2 separate regions of the Gossypium hirsutum genome follow, and region 1 is linked to region 2. Evidence: chromatin contacts called from public Hi-C data. All regions are on one chromosome and are shown on one strand. Each heading gives the region's core, a stretch centred on a gene start, on an enhancer-like site or on the middle of the called end of the contact. The rest is flanking DNA. Distances are from core to core; before and after follow the strand shown.

Region 1 (7,298 bases), core at 2,197-4,696, 490 kb after region 2:
CAAGATTGAAATGAGAAGTGACGATGATTTCAGAATATCCTTTGTTTACTAAATATATTGAGGTCTTGCATTTGTTGCGGACTATCGAGTTATATTACAGTGTTTCTAGTGTGTTACGGGGATGGATGTTAGCCTACGGGCTAGTCATTTGGTGCCGAGGAGTTTTATCGATTGGTCTAGCTCGTATGAGCACCTGGTGTATTTCTATGGTTAACTATGTACTCATATCAATATATCGTTCATTGGCATCGTTTTATTATCTCCGAATGTTATTGAAATGTAGATAAATGATTTGTACTATTGTTGAGCATCACTCACCTATTGTGAGCTATGATTGACAGGAAATCTGTTAATAACCTTGTTGTTAGGAACTTTGTTCATTAATATTGTTATTTGAATATTATATTTGATTCGGTAAGCTTTATCGTTAATCGACGAACTTATTAAGCTTTATGTAAGCTTACTCGTGTCATTCTCTTTTTCTTTGTAAATTATGTTTTTGTGGAAATCGGGAGATTGAATCAACTCGAAGAATCACACTATCCGAGGACCTCTTTAGTAGAATTTGAATTTAACTTGGCTTATATGGCATGTAATAGGACCATTTGTTCGTGATTGTAATGGTTCACAAGTATTTTGTAATGTGTATGTGTTATGTTTTTTATGTTGTGGAATGAGTAACTAATGTGGTAAGCATATTAAGTTTCAAGTTTAAGCATGAGTGGCCAAGCATGGAATGGTAAGTTTGATATGAATTAAGCAAGGTATGTTAGAATTGAATGCAGGTTGTTTGAGTGAGTTGAGGCTTGTGTAATGTAATTCTAGTTAAGTGAAATGTTAAGTGTTTGAAATACGGTGTCATTGATGACACATTGGTTAGGCCTTATAATGATTGGTTTGGCATGTTTTGGGTGTCATTGAAATGCATTTTGAAGTCTCATAAGGATGTTTGAGAATTGGTTTAGGTACTTCAGCATTTGGATATGAAATGGGCATATTTTGGGTCATTTTTGGGCACACATGGCATAGGACATGATCTGTCACATGATCGTGTGTCACACACGGGCAACCCACACGGGCGTGTTAGGTGCAGGGTTCACACGGGCTAGCACATGGCTTGCGACACGATCGTGTGACCCAAGTTAGTGAGTTACACGGGGAGATACGTGGGTAGAGACATTGATGTGTGAGCCAAGGTAATAAGTTACATGGCTGGACACACGGGTGAGCACATGGGCGTGTGGAGTAGCCACACGAACCTATTTAGAGCTACACGGTTTGGGCTCTGTCACATAGTCTAGACACACGGCTGTGTAACCCATATTTTGAAAATTTTTAGTTTTTTCCTGAACGTACTGTTTTGCTTCAAATTAGTCCTTGATTGTTCATAAACTATTTTTAAAGCCACGTGGGCTTGATTTAAGGTCCATAATTGTACGTTTCACTCCAATCTAATTATTTATGAGTTGTTAATTACATTTGTTAAACTTGATATTATCTGTTATTAATTGTTATGAATTGTACAGTAATACCCTTTATCCTTAATCCGGGGACGGGTACAGGTATGGATGTTACTACACAATCGTGTGCCTTATTGATTTTTAGGTGCAAGTTTTTCCACATGGCATGGCAACATGACCGTACCACTGAATTACACAGTCTATGCCTTGTCACACGATTGGCCACACAACCATGTTTATGACCCCTGTTTTTAGTTTTTATCATATTTTTCTAGTTTGTTTCAGATTAATCCCTATTTGTTTCCAAACTAATTTTAGAGCTTGATTTAAGGATCATACTCGTATATAAGTTATGAAGAAAGATTGGTTTTGAATATTTGATAATTAAATTAATACTGTATGGTTTTACGTTGTCATTGGATTCGTAAACTGTAGTAATATCCCTTAAATTTAATCCAGCAATGGAGATAGGGGTGTTACAACCGCGTCGACCTGAGTTTGACCTCTACTATGCCGAAACATTCACTCTCCACCTGAGAGCCCTCTTGTGTCCACCTCAGTGTCAGCCTTCAGACAAGAATGAAAGGATAAAGAAATCGGCTACTTGGAAATAGAGAAAAAATATTACGTTGATTACACTATAAATCCCCAGAGTTTTTCCATATGATTATGACATAAATCTTATGTATGGTATATATAGGGCATTGTTTGCGGGTATGCAAAAAGCTTGAACTTTTGACTGCGTAACGACTGTCACCTAGCCCCCTGGTTATACTCGAACTTATGACCACATCATGACCGTCGATTGGGTCTCCACCTAAATTTCGACCCTTGATTGTATCAAGTATTATTACCCTGAAACCTGATTTCCCCACGATGGGTTTCTAAGGATGGTCCTATCTCGCTATGACATATAAAATGTATGTGTGCTGATGCGCATTATCACATCTCCGACCCCTCAAAGTTACCTAAGAACTTTCGTTGTTTCAGTCGAAAACCCTAAACCCTAAAAAAACCCCAAATCCTAATCCTAAAAAAATAAAAGCCCTAACTCTGGAGAGAGAAAGGAAAAATGTGTCCAGCTGGGCGTACTTTCTTACCATATGTGCATAAAGCGTGCCCAGTTGGACACGCTTTTACTTTCTCTATCTTAAAAACGACATATTTCTTTAATTAAATTTTAAATCAGCCTAAAGACTTAATTAAAAAAATTAGCCTATTAAGCTAATTTAGTTTAATTTAAAAGACAATGAGCGGGTCAAAAATCAAACCTCTTAATTTTCTTTTGTGGTTAGCATTGTTTTTGGTGTCAAAAATTTTCAAAATATATTCCATCACCACACATATTAATATAGTCTCATATTTTAATATATTCATGGGTAAAATATTTAAAATATAAAATTATCATTTTGTCTTTCACTTCAAAATCTCATTGGATAAAATTTAAAATTTTAAAAATTAATTATTTAACTAATTAATTACTCTAAAAATACTTGATTATCAATAATTTATATCAATAATATTTTATATAAAAACACTATTAATAAATAATTATAATTATTATTTATAGAATAATATTTTATAATATTTATATAAAAGAAATGTGAAAATAAAATTTTATCTACGGCTAAATCACTTTTGATATTATTATATAATAATTAATTAAATATTATTTTAATTTATCTAATTATAATTTATAAATTAAGAGTACTTTTGTTATTATCACATCATAATTAGAAATAATTAATAAATTGCCAATTTAGTAATAAATAGATAATAAATGACATTTTCATTAGTTAAAAGTTTTTTTTCAAACGGTGCTAGATTATAAATTATATTATACTTGATATATATAATAAATTAAGTAATTGGTAAAATGTTACTTTTATTTGAAACATAAAATAATCATGTAAAAATTACAAGAAAGTAAGCCGTTACTAGGTAAACATGTATGACTTCACCTAGTGACCCTAGGCTAGAACTCCCGCCCCAGATTAGACAAATTGATTGTTCCACGCCCACCCTCATACAATAAGTCCATCTCAAATACTTTGGGCTTTAACTGTAGAAACCGGAAACTGTAAGGCGGATATTGTAACAGTGTTTACAAAAAAAAAGTTTCATTTCATATCTTAACATTACCCAAAACAAGACAACTCCATCCTTAACCTAAAAACCCTCGTAAACTCGTGAACAAAACAGCCCATTTTTGCAGACAGAAACAAAGCCGAGAAAGGAAAGCAAAATAAATGGAGGATTTGAAGAAGAGAAAGATGGAAGAGATGGGCAACAACGACCAGTTATCAACTCAAGAAGAGCTACGTTCTTTGCTTGACCCTCTTGCTAAATCCCAGCTCGTCGATCTTCTTTCTAGACTGTATGTTTATGCCTTTCCCTTATTTTCTCAATTTCTTTTATTTTCTTATTAAAAACCGCTATAAAATTTGAATTTTGGGGGGCTAAGATTGGGGGCCGGGGGGCTGTGGTTAATTCTGGGGGAATTTCTTTTATATTTTTCTTAATGTTTCTGGAAGTGTTTAGCTTAAGTTTAAGATTAGTTGTTAAACTTGAACTTCTTGACCTTGTTAGCATTGTAGTTATTATAATTACTGCTCTAATGAGCTTGACCTTGTAAAATTTTAAAATGTCCAATTTTAGTTTTGATCAATTTATGGATAGCTAAAATACTTGTTTGTTTATGCTAGATTCGCCGAAGCATAGGATCTTTTAGGTCTATTTATAAAGAATATTCTTTTGAGTATTTTTACATCTGCTTTATGCATTTTCCTTTCCATAATGGGCCATTTTTGCATGCTTCAGTTTACACTTAATTCTAGGATGTTTCTGTATTGGCCTTTGGAATTAAGAGCCTTCTTATTGTTATACTTTTTCCCGAGGTTTAGTTCCTATTTTAGATGCACTTAGTTAAGGATATGGCTTTTTTAAGAACATTACCTCATTTTTCTGCTGTAAGGGTCTTGATATGTTCTTTTTACATCTGGAATCATAATAGATGTTAGACCAAATTTTTAGTGCAACTATCATTTATTCTTCCGGAAGTTCTATATAGGAGAGACATGAGCGAAACCTATTCTATATGTCCGACAAACAGTGTTACACCTTCTTTGTATGCTCTTGAAGAGAGTACATTAATCACGAGTGAAGTGATTTTGATTCTGGAAAGCTCTAAAATGTAAAAGAGGCACCGTTGTAAAGCATATGTATTATTTTGCTTTCATGAAATATTAGAAGAATATAAGGGGACTGAAGTGCTTTGTTTATATCAGCAATCGTGTCAAGAAAAGTTCTCTAATTTTTTTAATTAGATTCAGATGAATAAAATATGGACCAAAAAAATATCAGCAATCGTGCCAGCAAATATGGACCAACAAAATTGTAAATCTTTGGAGCTGGATAAAATCCTTAATATAGTTTTAAACATATAAAATGAGAGTGTTGGTATATAAAGAATTAAAGACTATTGTGGCATAGAATCTTCTCCCTATGCAGTTCACTGTGTGTGTGAGAGTGTGATGCTTGTGTTAAGTGAATGTGTGCTATACGACTGTTGCTTGAAATTGTATGCTGTGTGATTGACTCCGTAGATGTGTGTTTATGTGCATGTTGACGCATAAAGAGGGTCCCAATATCCTTCGATTGCTGAAGAAATTAAAAGTATTGCCAGTTCAGATCCTGTACATCGAAAGCTTTTTGTTCGTGGCTTAGCCTGGAATACCACTTCAGAAACCTTGTGTGCTGTGAGTGCATTGCTGATTGCTGTTTGTGTTTTCTGTGATTGTCCCACTTGATATCCCACATGATATAGAGTTTTGGGTTGTCTTTTTCCTATAATTATACCCATCTGCATTATATTAATAAATATTATTATTATAATTATATGTCTGAAGTTTTAAACTCAGATCCATTTAAACTAAATGGATTGAGCCAAATTTTTTGGTCTAGGCATTTCGAATGCATGGAGAAATAGAAGAAGGGGCTGTCATCTATGACAAAGCCACTGGAAAATCTCGTGGCTATGGTTTCGTTACTTACAAACACATGGAGTCAGCGCATAGTGCACTTGGAGCACCCAGCAAACTTATTGATGTAAGTAATAGCTACTTTTCAGTATACACGCATCTCAGTTCATCTCATCATTTTCTTTTTCTATTTTCCTAGGATGAGACTTACATGCCATCTCAATCTTTTTCTCCTTTTGGGCTCTGCTAGTCACCTCTCTCCCTTTGTGTCCATACAATCATTCATTTAATTACCATGGTTACCATTGAACCCTGCTATTAATATAAATCTTTGCTAGGACAGGTATCATAAGTGATGCAGAATATGATATGGATTCAATTTTCTAATGCATGTGCGTAGAACAAAGTGTCATACTGACTGCTATTAGAATGCAATGATATACTTTAGTTTACATTCCTATTTTTAATCCGTGGAGTTAGCAAGATACGTGTTGCTATGATGGTCATGGCATCTGGAGTTAATATTTCTTCAGTGAAGCTAAATACTGAGAGGGAAAAGAGAAGGCGAAAAACACATTCTGGATCAATATCAGATAATCAGAAGATGACTTTGAGAGGTGGGCCACCTGCAGTAATGGTTAAAAAGCACTGCCACAATTTGAGGCAGCATGTATTTGGAGTTTGGCACAGAGATCTTTATTGACTTTGATTACATATTCCAGGTTGATAACATTACATAATTTCTCAGTGACATGGTTGTAAGATGATCCAGATGATCATATATCAATACCATTATTATCAATGTCAACAATATCATTCACTCTCACTCTTGATTTCTTCATATTTTATATACCAAATATGAAAAGCATATTTAATGTCATCCCACATGCAACTCTGGATTATGCACTTATCATTAGGAGAAGGAGTTGGATTCTGTATCAATGCTTCAAATGCACTCTGTTCTTTGATATGCTCATGGCTGTTACATTCTTGTCATTAGCTCTTTACTTTCTTGACTGGCTTGAATTCAGGGCCGGATGGCTGTATGTAATTTAGCTTGTGAAGGGTTAACTGGAGCAAGTACCACACCTGATCTAGCTCAAAGGAAGCTCTATATTGGGGGCCTATCACCAGATGTCACAAGTGAGATGCTCCTGAATTATTTTGGAAGACATGGTGAGATTGAGGAAGGCTCAGTTGCATATGACAAAGATACAAATGAATCACGGTGCGTACTTTATCTTTTTGGATGTATCTTTGTAGTTATGTTTTTTTGTTTTGTACATGTGACGAATTGTTATCATTTACCTTTCATTTGCAGTGGATTTGGTTTTGTTACATACAAGACAATCGAGGCTGCAAAGAAGGCCATCGATGACCCACAAAAGATCCTTGGGGTATGTGAACAATGCCACTACATGTTGTGTCTATGACTTGCAATTTTTGTTTTCCTATTGTTGACAAAATTTGCTGGTTAAAATTGGCATATTATCCACAGTTCAGTTGGCGGTTGCATGTAAATCCAGTAGCCACTATGATAGAAGTGAAAGAATGTAAATTGGGTGCCTCCATAAGTTTTACACATGGAGGTTGAGATAGTGGGGAGTTATTCTCCCCAAATTATTATAATTCCTACAATTTGGGGTTTATAATGGAAGTTATTTTTATTTGAGTAGTGCCATGATGAACGCATATAAAGAAATAGCTTGATAGTTTGGGTTTCTTTGCAGGGGAGAACTATCATTGTGAAGCTTGCTGATACCCACAAGGGAAAACCTGTACAAACACAGGTACCTGCTGCAGCTGTGGTTCCTCTTGCAATGCCTATGGCACCTGGCTACCCACAGCTCGGGAAAGC
Region 2 (7,281 bases), core at 2,397-4,896:
TTGCATAGTAGCCACGTGTAAAAACAATCATCCTACCCCTTGCCCACAAAAACTCTCATGTCATGGAAGAAAAGATTCATATTAATTACAACTGCTGGAAATGAAAAGCTATGTTACTCGGCGTGGTATCGGATATGGGTACATATAGACATGGGTATAGTTGAATTTTTTTCAAGTTTTTCTATGTATTTGGAGGATCCTTGGGGGCCATATACTCATATCCATGTGGTAGAGACTAGTGTTGGACAAAGAAACTACAAGAAATATGAAAAGTCCGAGCAACAAAAGAGTGCAGTCAAATAAAAGCGACATTAGTTGCATCTGAACTATATATGTTATCTTCATTAAGGTTACTAATGTTAGTAACTGTACTTCATTACATTATACCTACAGCCTATAGGCCTATTTTTAGTAATATTCTAGGACAATTTGGTTTAGTTCAACATAATGCCTACCCTCAAAATATTAAAACACCAACGCTTTAAAATTCCATAGTAACCTAGTTGAAAATAACAACTAAAAAATATTTATAATCAAAACAACTTTACTGTGTCAATCTGATTGATATTTGCTAGTTTTCAGAAAGACCCTTTCGTTATCGAGAAAGTATGACTTTATAAGGCTTTAAACTTTCCTCCCCAAAACCAACTGACTTCAGCTCAAACAAGGCCTAGCTAACTTCCAAATTCTAATTTATGCCGTAAGACATATGTGAACACATAAAAACCAACAATCAGGTTTTATTTGCATGTAACAAATTTCACTAATGTTGCAAATAACAATTTTTAAGTGTTTTGAAAGGGAAGAGAAAGTTATCTGATTAGAAGAAGGTAGACTCTTAAAAGGTATTAAAATTTGGCATATGTATCCTAATTTTATTTTTGTTAAATGTTAAAACATTTGGTTTTTGTGTAAATTTAGTAAAGGAATTGGTGCCACTTAACTCTTGAAACTATACACAATCAAGAGCATTATATACAAAACATCAATATAAAAAATAAAAATCATATTTGTCAACACAAACTTTGCTGCTACACAAGGTAAAGACTAGAAAACACATCGAACTTTAAAATAAAATAAAAAATCATATCTACTTACCTCTTTGAGATCAACCCATTCCCAAGTCTCATTTGCTGTATTAATATCATAAACCAAAGCATGTCGACCCTGTAAAACAACAATAAAATATACCGTTGATGACTTAGCATCACATGGAATTAATACAAGTAATTCTGAAAGTCATTTTACAATCATTAGAAGATAATTAAACCATAGTGGATAAAGAATAATCCTTTTGAATAATCAGATTGTAATTTTGGAGGCCTTTAGAAAATTGATACTTCGCCCCAGCTCAAAATATTAACAGATTGCAGACAAATTAGTAAAACATAGATAAATAAAATACTTGCAGTATTGGGTAAAAATAGGCATACTATGCAGTCAATCCTCTCTATAACAACTAAATCCAACAGCTTATGATGAGTCACAAAGAGAGAGACAGAAAATGCCTTTGTATGCCTTGAACATACCTCAGAGCGATTGTAATCAGTGATTACAGCCTCATAGAAATGGTTGTCTTCAGGCCATCTTGTCCACACTTTCCTTCCAATTAAGGGATCAAAAGTTGCTCCTTCAGCACGTTCATTCGCTGAAAGGCTAGTGATAGTGCCACGGTTATTGAATTGCCTATTTCCAGCAGAAACTGCAGCAGGATAATGCATAGGCTTTGCCGAAGATAGGCCAGGCAATGACTGACCCTGTAGGGGAAATTTTCAAGTAATATAAGTCAATTTACACATTCACATTTCTATAACGAAATCATTATCATTGCTCCTTGCATTTGGTCCAAGCTCCTAAAGCAGCTTCACTAGCTAGCATCCAAAGAAGAAAGCTTAACACAAAGAACTACTAATAATGTTCTAAAACTTGTTATTCCACCAGCAATGATAGGGAGTTTACCGATTGAGATGTCTTCTGTTTCTTGCGGGATGCTGAAACAGTTGGACTAGGCAAAACACTGTGGATGCTATGAGATGCACCAAGTCTCGCAGGCTGGTTCCCACCACTTTGTCTCCAGTCCCTGATACAATTGCCCATTTATAATCCATTAAACAGAATAATAATCAATCACTGGACCCTGAAGTCAGAGTAATTCATGAAGCATCCGAACCTTATCCTTCTGATAATATCATCAGCATTAACCTTAGTCAGAAGCTCTCTATGCTCATCATCTGACACCCTCAGTTCTTTCCTAAGTTCTGTTATCAGGCCTTCCTTTTCCTGAATATGCCAGCATATGCCAAAGCATGGAAACCCGATCAATATGAAATAAACAGGAAAGCAAATTAAAACCAAGTCCAACAAGTGTAATACATCATACCCAAGTAATGGCATCGGATTGAGCTTTAAAAGCACGCAGAACAGCACAGTAAGCTTCTTGCTCAAGTAGATGTATTTGGGATTCCATGTCAGAATGCATCCTAAAATATGAAGCAGAACCTACAATAGATCTTCCATTTCCAGCAATATTACCCCTTATTGGAACTCTAGTTGGCTGTGAAGGAGGCAAATCATCATCGGTACCTGTTGTCATTATAAAAACAAGAATGACCAAGCAGCATAGAGGCATCCCAGGGCAATTAATAGTATTCTGATGCCCTTGTTTGCAAGGCTCAAAAGAACAGTTATAAGGAAATGCAATCGAACAAATATACATAAAAAAAGATGGAAATAAATGGGTTTATCATGAATCTTCTTGTTTAGTAACAAAAAATCTAGCATAATATGGACAAAGAATTGAAAGAGAGAGAAAGAGAGAGAGAGAAGAAAATTGCTTTTTTTTTCTCAAACAGAAAAAAGAAATTATATACTGAAGTTCTCTATATTTGAATCCCACTTAGAATTCAAATAAAAAATGTGGAAATAAAACCCAAAAGTTACCCAGAAAGTAAAAGCCAAACAACAGCCTTTCCGCAGTGAAATTTATCAAAAAGTCAATGACCCCAATTAATTAAACCCTAAACCCTCATTTCTAATCTTACCCCCACCCAAAAAGAAAATGAATGCACCCATTATCCAATTTTCAAATATCGAAAGGAAAAAAAAAGGAGGTGAAGAAGAAAAATGAACCCAGAAACAGCAACATTGTTTAATACAACAATTATGACATTAATAAATGCAACATACCACTACTATCGCAAACTTCATAGTCCATACCGAGAAATAAAAAGACGAAGCAGTAAAAGATGTTCTCTTTGTTGAAGGAAAACACCAACCCACAAAAACCCTAACGAGAAGTTGCCCAGAGAGAGAGAAAGAGAGAAGGAAATTGAAGGAAGAAGCTGCCGACGATGCAAAAATCCTATCCAAATCCAAGTACAGAGATTTAGAGAGAAAGTTGAAAGGTATGTACGTGTTGGTTATTTCGAAAGAGATTTTATTGAAGGCAGGGATGGGGGAAGAGAGGGCAAGGGAGGGACTTTTTGGACTTGAAATGAAAAACTTCACTTCTTACGGCTTCGCTTTGGATTTGTTTTGGAAGAGATTGATTTGGTTTGCTGTCCTATTTTAAAGTGTTCTCGTTTAGAGATAGTTCCGGTCCAGTTCGGACATGTATTGTTCTGCTCCAAAGATCTTTGTTTTGATCAAACATAAATTTCACTCTATTGTCTCCCGGATATCTATTATTGCTTTAGGCCTTTTGGGCTTGCTGCCTTCCTTTCTTTATTTTCTTCTATCTATTTGGGCTCTAATACTTGATCTTTTCATTTCTTTAAAATTTCTGAGGATTCCTTTATTAAAAAATTATAGAAAAAGATAAAAAAATTAGTTAAATTAGTTCTTTTAGCATGGTAAGTTCCAATTCACGGGCTGATACCTCTATCGATACTAGTTAAATCGAACGTGGTTTATTCTAGTTTTGAAAATCATGAAATAAAATGAAAGGGTAATTACATTATGTTCTAGTAATTACAAGGAACTATAATTTCCTAAATGTGTTTGACTAGTTTTGTAATGCCTTCGACCTGATTTGCCGCATTTGGATTTTGGGGTGTTACTACACACAATACTTAACAATTTAACATAACAAATTACAATTTCTATCTCTTTAAATTTTATCATTTTAACTGAAAAATTAATATTTAAAAACAGAGGGAGTACTTAAAAAGACTTATTACATCAGACATGATACAGATCATTACAATAAAGAAGTTTGTTAACTATAGACACAACAACCTTATAAGTTCAAAAGAACTTAGTGAGCATTATTATAAATTACCTTGGCGAATACTTTATTTTTTTAAAGAACACATATGTGCCAATCTTTCTTTTGAACCCCTTATATTGGGCAAACTCCACTACAGTTTTGATACACACATACACATTAACTATCATACTCTTAGTATATCACTTCTTTCTTTTCTAACTAATTGAAGATTCTTTCAGACATTTCTTAATTCTCTTGTTTACATATGTACTTCCAGGCAAAACATACCTTCAAAATATGTTTCATACAGACCACATCCTAATACTTGCACTTATCTCAAAGCAATTGTTCAAAAAACATAAATCATGGGCGAATACATACAAATTTTGGCGAATACTTATGTAGATCAAAGTACCATCAAACTATTAATCAAATCATACACTTATTCAATACCACCAAACCCATACTAATAGTATAATACGTAGATCAATCAGACAACTTTCATGTAATTTTACTCTAGAAACCCAGATGCTCAAAATAATCAATAATAAGATTTCATATGATTTCAGACGAAGTCATTATACCACCCAAATATAACAGATTCCATATAACTCGAATTCAACCATTTCATAACACAAACAAACCTACAATGACAATTTCTTAGGTCATACATAGATACGAATATATCAATATCCAATATTATTAGACCATCATAGTGGATACCTTTATTAATATACAAATACACAGTTCTTTTCAAAAACTTACTCAATTATTTCACAAATCTTATTCAACCTTTAACCCTGAGCATATCAATACCTTATCTTAGCCATACCTATTATAGATCTAACAGAATTTATCCATAATTTACCATAAAAATAGATATACACAACTTACTAGACATACATGGTAGATCACGCCACAAAATCCAAACAAAACATGACATAAAGGCATCATATAGACTCTTGTGTTTACTGTCCCTATAACACCCCTAATACGTATTTGTCGCCGGAATAGGGTTACAAAGCATTATCGTACAAATAAAACAGTAAACCATTCAATTCATCCATCAATACAAACATAATCTAATTACATTCAATTACATTCATAACGTCCCTTAATCGAGTCCTCGAGGCCCTAAAACTACTATAGAAATAATTCGAGACTAAATTGGAAACATTCAGAAATTTCAAGAAAAAGTTAGAAAATTTGGACTTCAAGGGTCATATGACCGTGTGGCTAGGCCATGTGTCTCACATGGCTGAGACACACGCCTATGCATCAGGCCGTGTAACCTTCGAAATAGGGACAGACGACCGTGTCCCCAGCCCGTGTCTTCGCCCGTGTAACTCTTTAAGTTAGACTACACGGCCAAGCCACATGCTCGTGTGCTAGGCCCTGTAACACTCTAATTAGCCTCACATGCCCGTGTGCCAGGTTGTGTAAAAACTCGTTTTTAGTCAAATCAAAATAGTGGTTTCGTGACACTAATCTGAAGTTGAAATAATCATTTTATTATTATTTTAATGTTTACAACATGATAGTATGATTGTGTGAAAATTTCGTTAAGAAATTTTATTGTTTGAATGGTCAATTTGATAAAAATAACTAAATCGCGTAAAGTGAAAAAGTGGTGTTCTAATAACTAACGCTGTCTAATAGCAATAAAACTTTAAAGTGAAGGTCCTTATGTGGTAAATATCCCAATATTATGATAATGGATGATAGTGGCTTGGTAATTTAGAAATTTTTGATGTTTTTAAAGGTTAATTTTGGTATTTAGTAAATAAAGGTTAATTAAATAAAACCAAATGAAATTATCCATTCATTCATCTTCTTCAAACCGTTTTCTTCTTGAGAAAATATGGCTAGGGATTTGGCTATCATCATTTCCTTTAATTAGTTACGATTTTTGTCCCGTTTTTAATAATTTCTATGCTTTTGAGATCGTTGCAGCTCAATCTAGCCAGCCCAGAGACTATTTTGCAAAACTGCTAAAGGTTTAGGGTTTTTTCATTAATGAATATTGTTGTATTTTGATGTTTAATGATAGAAAATGCATGCTTGTTGTTAAATAAATAACATTTGTTAAGTGATTTTTAGTAAAATGTCCAAATAGGGATTAAATTGTAAAATGTGTAAATTTGGAAATTAAACTTGAAATAAATAAAAAAGTGGGCTGCTAGGGACCTAATTGAAATTCGGCTAGCATGGGTATAGATTGAATTTCATGAATTTTTGTTTTTATGAGATAAGGATTAAATTGTAAAAATGTTGAAATATTAGGGAAAAAATGTAAATTTTCCTTAATTTGCATTTTTGGACTAAATTGAATAGAACAATAATTAAATAAGTTAATTTTGATTACATTTAGATCAAGAAAAGCGAAATACAGAATTAGATCGGGGAAAGAACAAGATTTTGGACTAATCGACTCGTTTCATCGTTTTTACATTCGAGGTAAGTTCGTATATATTAAACATTATTATATTTATGTTTTAAATGCTTTGATATTGCATAAATTGTGAATATGACACTGCAAACATATTCAATGACAATTCGGCAAACGAGAAATCCCGGTTGAACCTTAGAAATATATTAGGATACAAATGACATGTCATTAGGGGTTATGTGATTTGGGTGCTGTTTCGTATGTCCTTCCAGTGGCTGAGTTATCCGGCATGTGTTATGGATACTCGCCAGCTTGTATGAGTAGCACCGTGTAGCTTCGTCATGACCGTCAGCTTGTGTGAGCAGACCCCTTAATAGCTCGAGAGTCAGCATTATATGTGATACGAGATTGAGATAGCTTCAGCTATATAAGTGGCACTTAGGGTGCGAGATTCCTTAGTATCTGATAGTATTCTGAATAGTTCAACAGGTATAACAAAGATGTGGATGAGTATAAGTTTGTTATAAGATGGTACAGAGTTGTAATATCCTGAATTAGGGCCTAATCGGAATAGTGGTTTCGGGACCACAAATCTGAGATAGAAATAATCATTTTATTATCATTTTAAGGTCTATGGCATGATTTCATGATTGTGTGAAAATTTCGTTTAGATATTTTATCGATA

The links. A called contact is a pair of places that touch in the nucleus more often than the background predicts.
Region 1: a Hi-C map of hypocotyl shows a contact between it and region 2, with 4 times the contacts expected there. The contact joins the promoter of LOC107948550 here to the promoter of LOC107948276 in region 2. A contact is called at or near these places in 2 of 34 Hi-C or Micro-C datasets (hypocotyl and leaf).

What each region holds. Positions count from the first base shown.
Region 1 is chrA04:26,446,878-26,454,175 of Gossypium_hirsutum_v2.1, forward strand. It overlaps LOC107948550 (UBP1-associated protein 2C), which reads left to right and starts at 3,447. Exons shown (of 6, transcript XM_016883137.2): 1 at 3,447-3,837; 2 at 5,098-5,218; 3 at 5,424-5,567; 4 at 6,472-6,668; 5 at 6,762-6,837; 6 at 7,171-7,298. The coding sequence starts at 3,710.
Region 2 is chrA04:25,961,467-25,968,747 of Gossypium_hirsutum_v2.1, forward strand. LOC107948276 (protein EMSY-LIKE 1) reads right to left here and starts at 3,647. Exons shown (of 10, transcript XM_016882770.2): 1 at 3,187-3,647; 2 at 2,381-2,583; 3 at 2,171-2,280; 4 at 1,960-2,080; 5 at 1,530-1,757; 6 at 1,099-1,167. The coding sequence starts at 3,214.